2 separate regions of the Mus musculus genome follow, and region 2 is linked to region 1. A link is a contact called in public HiChIP or PLAC-seq data. All regions are on one chromosome and are shown on one strand. Each heading gives the region's core, a stretch centred on a gene start, on an enhancer-like site or on the middle of the called end of the contact. The rest is flanking DNA. Distances are from core to core; before and after follow the strand shown. Region 1 overlaps Asap3 (ArfGAP with SH3 domain, ankyrin repeat and PH domain 3). Region 2 holds the start of Hnrnpr (heterogeneous nuclear ribonucleoprotein R).

The links. HiChIP or PLAC-seq counts read pairs in DNA pulled down with a chosen protein or histone mark.
Region 2: an H3K4me3 HiChIP or PLAC-seq map of embryonic stem cells shows a contact between it and region 1, with 37 read pairs. The contact joins the promoter of Hnrnpr here to the enhancer-like site in region 1. A contact is called at or near these places in 18 of 39 promoter capture datasets (the 3T3-L1 cell line, 3T3-L1-derived adipocytes, the C10 cell line and 10 more), 11 of 115 datasets of contacts at active chromatin or transcription factors (the SCID.adh cell line, craniofacial prominence, embryonic stem cells and 6 more) and 2 of 9 other capture datasets (adipose tissue and liver).

Annotation. Positions count from the first base shown.
Region 1 is chr4:136,223,958-136,226,666 of GRCm38.p6, reverse strand. All of the region lies in intron 1 of Asap3 (ArfGAP with SH3 domain, ankyrin repeat and PH domain 3), which reads right to left. Among named protein-coding and RNA genes, the nearest start is that of Asap3, 19 kb to the right of the region's middle. Within about 2 kb of position 1,391, at least 53 of the 459 cell types and tissues checked have an H3K27ac peak or open chromatin away from gene starts, as enhancers often do. A contact at or near this core is called in embryonic stem cells and oligodendrocyte precursor cells, where this site is marked.
Region 2 is chr4:136,309,568-136,312,276 of GRCm38.p6, reverse strand. Hnrnpr (heterogeneous nuclear ribonucleoprotein R) reads right to left here and starts at 1,335. Exons shown (of 11, transcript NM_001277121.1): 1 at 1,188-1,335.

The DNA.
Region 1 (2,709 bases), core at 142-2,641:
ATCAAACACATATCTTGAGGTATTTCTTTTCTTTTTAAGATTTATCCATTTATTTAATATATGTGAATACACTGTAGCTGTCTTCAGACACACCAGAAGAGGGCATCAGATTTCGTTATGGGTGGTTGTGCGCCACCATGTGGTTGCTGGGATTTGAACTCGGGACCTCCGGAAGAGCAGTCGGCGCTCTTAACCACTGAGCCATCTCTCCAGCTCCCAAATCTGAGGCATTTCTAGGAGGGTTCATCCATGCTCTATGAAGCAACTTCATTGCAGCCTTGGTTCTAAACATACTACTACATGAGCACCTTACATGGTGCTGTCTCACCACACAGAGTCAACAGAAGCAGCCCGAGACACCATGGTGCACCCTTGAGACTCTTGCACATTAGGGAATGCAGGGATCTTTACTGTATGTACAAAGTTTTCTGCTCTTTCAGAAACACAATGGTTTGACTACAGGAAACAAAGACTGAATAGTCTCCTACTATTTATTCCTCAGCATGCAGCAAATTAGTCCTCTCTGGGCCTGGAGAGATGGCTCCTGGTTCTCTTACACAGGACCCAAATCCAACTCTCAACATCCACACTAGAAGGCTCCCAACCAGCTGTCAGCCCAGCTCCAGGCGATCTAATGCTCTCCTCTGGCTTCCCCAGGTGCCTACACAGTGTGGCCAATGCATACAATCCACATACCCATAAATAAAAATCAAACAAAATCTTGGGATGGGAATAGTGATGCACACCTTTAATCCCAGTACTTGGGAGGCAGAGTCAGGAGGATTTCTGAGTTCGAGGCCAGACTGGCCTACAGAGTGAGTTCCAGGACAGCCAGGGCTACACAGAGAAACTCTCTCTTGAAAAACCAATTTTAGGGCTGGTGAGATGGCTCAGTGGTTAAGAGCACCGACTGCTCTTCCAGAGGTCCCGAGTTCACTTCCCAGCAACCACATGGTGGCTCACAACCATCTGTAATGGGATCCCATGCCCTCTTCTGGTGTGTCTGAAGACAGCTACTGTGTACTCATATAGATAAAAATAAATAAATCTTAAAAAAAAAAAAAGCTGGGCAGTGGTGGCGCATGCCTTTAAGGCAGAGGCAGGCAGATTTCTGAGTTCGAGGCCAGCCTGTTCTATGGAGTGAGTTCTAGGACAGCAGAGAAACCCTGTCTCAAAAACAAACAAACAAAAATCAATTTTAAAAAAATAGAAAAAGAAAAGTATTAAGGGAGGATTTCTGAGAGGAGCCTGGGAAGAGAAGGTGTCTGGGGAAAGGCAGAGGAGTTTCCAGGACACTGTAAGGACAACGGCGAACCAGGAGCATAGGTTCTGGGCTCCAGCATCACGCTGCGCATGCTCATAGGTTCTGGGCTCCAGCGTCTGTCACGCTGCGCATGCTCTGTGCCCAGAGGACTCAGCGCTCCCGGCCACACACACAGGAAGGAGGACATCGCAGTGACTACGTTACAAGGAAAATGTCCAGATTATTCAGTCATAAACAGGGTCAGAGTCAGAACTTAACCCAGGATAGGAGGCTATATCCAGGGTCCACATTCTGCCCACAGCAAGCAGACCCAGAGTATTGAGCACGGCTTTGATTCGTAGCCCAAAATCCTCAACTCCAACATCTGTACAAATTCTCTCACTGTCTCCTAGAAAGTAGGCGAGGAACCGGGAAGGAAAGAGGGAACTTGTCTCAAGAAAGGGAAGTTGATAGCAGTCCTCGGTTCCCAATGCCTGACACCCTCGAGCCTGTTCTGCACAAGGGAGAATTAGAAGTGGACTGGATGATCCCAGAGAGGTGGAAGTCAGCGAGACACAGACTTCAGCCCAAACAGGACGTTCCCAAGTTTCCTCTCTAGGGCGTGAGCTCTCTGCCACTTGACATAGGGACTCCAGTGCTGCAGAGACTGAGGCCCTGGATTCTACGTCAGAACAGGGAGGCGAAGGCTGGAAAAATGGCTCAGCAGGTAAGAATGCTCGTGCACAGGGCCTGATGAGCTGAGTCAGACCCCTGGATTCTACAAGGTGAGAGGGGGGAAAACTGACGCCCTGCAGCTGACCTCTGACCTCTACACTCCTGCTTTGATATGTACACTCGAAAAGATGCACACACACTCACGGGTACACTGAAACAGACAGACAGACAAATAAATAAATGCGTGAGATGGAAGGACTGGTGGCCACCTAGATTTCTCTCAACACTAAGAGCCAGTGCCTCTATGCAGAAACCTCCATAGGCACGGGACCAAGATGCGTGAAACACAGCACAAAAGAGATGTTTGAACTTGGAAGCCCAATGGAGTCCTTCAGGCAGCCTGGCCTGTCCAGCCCAAGAAAAGGGCTGAATTCCAACTACTGGTATTGTCCTTTGTGCCCCTCCCCCACCCGAGACACACACACACACACACACACACACACACACACACACACACACACACAAACTCTCCACCACTCTGGCTCTCAGCCTGTGCTTTCTGCCTGTGCAAAAGACCACAGATGGCAGCACCAGACCATGCCCAGATGCCCTGCCTAGAAAGGTCTTCTGCCTGCACCTCTCCTTGGGTCAGGATGCATCAATAGCACCCATTCTTCATCCCTGTGGCTCTGCGGTGCCAGCTGTGGTTACCATGGCAACCGAGCAAAGGGACAGAAAGCCCTGGGAGCTGTAGATTAAATTTCACTCCTTTGGACCAGTATAATACCAGG
Region 2 (2,709 bases), core at 86-2,585, 86 kb before region 1:
AAGGTAAAATAGACTCTAGGAAATAAATCCTTCGGATCAAGAGGGGGGATTCAACAACAATGCCACACAGCCAAACCATATTTCTGGATGCAGCAAATATTCTAACGTGACTGGAACCCTTTGACACAAACATTTTTGCAAAAAAAAGAAAATTACAAAATAAAGTCATTTAAATAAGATTTATAAGGACCGCTGGGAGACTCGGGAAGTCAGTACTAGCTTCTCCCTGACTTGTGGCGAACATCTCTAAGCAAAATGTTGAGAGACGGGCTTTTAAAAGAACCAAGGAAAGCTAACGGTTATCTCACAGCTCGGGAGTATCAAGCCTTTAATCACTACGACTGACTCCTGACACATTCTGCTTTTAAAGGGCAAGGGGGGGAAAAATCCCAAACAGGTAACGAGAAAGGACTGAACCTTTCAAGAACCCCTGGGCTTTCGTCTTAAAATTCTGGCCACATGGCTACTACCGTGTAAGAAAAAGAAGCGCTTTTCCAAACTGGAGCGCCTATGACATTCTCAGAATTACCTAGCTCAGGCGCCGCTCGAAACCAAGTGTCACGGCCTCTTAGTAGTCATTTTTTCCTTCAAATCCCGGCTCGAAGCATGCAGGTTGGGGATCGGGCGGGAGGCACCCCCCATACCTCGGCCCCTCGGCTCCGACTCCCGTAAAAGTTTGCTCCCGGCTCAGGTAACCCTGGGACTTGCACCCCGCCCTCGGCTCACCCCACCCCCTCGGGCGCGACCCGGTTATCAACACATCCCACAGGCCGCCGGGCGAGAGGCGGGCCAGGCCTGACCGCAGGCCTCGGGGGCAAGCACCGGGGTCAGGGGGAAACGCCTGAAACCCTTCGCCCGGACCGGGGCCGCGGACAGCGGCGGGCGGAGGCGGGAAAAAGCACCGCGAGACCGGCAGGCCGCACGGAGGACAGCGGACCGAGGGACCGGGGCACCGGAGGGGCTGAGAAGGATGAGCGACAGAGAGAGGAGGCGCCGCGGCGGGACTCAGGCCCGCGGCTGCGCGGCGGGCCGGAGCAGAAGCCGCCCCCGGCCCATCCCCACCCCCACCCTGGGGCCTCGGAGCAAAGACCCAAACTGCAGGCCAGGGCGCCGAGCCTGGACCCGGCCGAGTCCGGTCAGACCGGGACTCCCGGCCCCTCCCCCCCACGGGCCAGCGCGAGACTCACCAGGGCAGAGCTGGGGGCTGGCGGCCTGGCCCGTGAGAAGCAGCGCGAGGCGCTTTGAAAACGACAAGAAATGGCGCGCGCGCCACCCCCTCCCCCCCTCGCATGGACCGAGACGCGATCCCGGCAGCACGCGGGGTTTCCCGGAACTGCTTCCAGGGACTCCGTGCGGCCGACCAATCGGCCCACGAGACCGTATGACGGGCAGCTTGACGGGCCAATAAGAGAGAGGGGAAAGCGGCCCTCACGTCGGGGACTCCGAGGACCAATCGGTGTGGCCGTCGGGCTGAGCCAATGAGGGGTCTCAGCGCCACTGGCTGCGGCGCCTCCGGGGCGGGGGCATGCACACAAAGGGGTCTGTTGGTGGGAGCCCCTGGTAGTGGCGAGGCTGCGGGGCAGCGGGCCTTGCGTGGCCGAAGCTCCTCCCTCTTCTTCTACCACCGTTAAGAGGTTGAAAAATCTAGGCCTCCCGCCGCGTGGCCACCTCCGGAGCCCCGCCCCCTCGGGTCCCGGCGGCCACGCTCCGCAATGGCGCTGCTACCCCGCGCCGGAGTCCCTTATCTCCAATCCTCCCTCCCGCCGTTCTGAGCGTTAGGTCCCGAGCACACCCCATTCGCCACACGCTGGGCTCCATCAATAGATCATCTTGGCTCTAGTCAAAACACAACTTCAGGGTGACTTGACTCGTGTCGCTGGAGATTTCTCTGTAGAAAAGCATCCCTTAGAATGACTGGAGAAACTGCCTGTTTCCCTCCTTGGCTCTTCTCCTCACAGAATAACGTGGATCTGACTCAAGAGTGACGCTAACAGAAAGCAGGGACCCTTCGGAGTTTGGAGACTAGAGTAGGTAGGGTCACTGGATCAACGACTGAAAGCCAGGCAAGCGGGCAAAGGGTTCATTTCCAAGAAACTAATACCTGTTATTCATAAACCTCTCACCTGTCACTCCTGTCCCAACACTACCTCAGTGAAGAAGGTCAAGGGATCTGCTTCCAAACATATCTGGAGATCATGTTTCTCAAATCCTATAAACCAAAGTTTATTGTTAGTCTACCCATGCGTTTTTGAACGGACATGTGCAAAAGTGCACTTGATACGAACTTGATGGCCAATGTAGTAGTGCTGGGAGGTGGGGCCGGTAGTGGGAGGTGTTTCGGGCACTAGGACTCCACCCTCAAAGCATTAAAGCCGACTGATAGGCCTCCAGGCTGTGAGTTTGATGCCTGACTCTAGATCTTCTCTGCATCTTTTGCGCTTCCAGCGTAGGGAGACGGCCCTTATCCCCGCGTGCTCTCAATGTTGGACTTCCCTGCTTCCAGAACTGTAAATTGTAAAGCCTGTCCTAGGGGCTGGAGAGACGGCTCAAATGCAAGTTTAAAATCCTGACTGTGGCCCGGCAGTGGTGGCGCATGCCTTTAATCCCAGCACTCGGGAGGCAGTCAGGCGGATTTCTGAGTTCCAGGCCAGCCTGGTCTACAGAGTGAGTTCCAGGACAGCCAGGGCTATACAGAGAAACCCTGTCTCG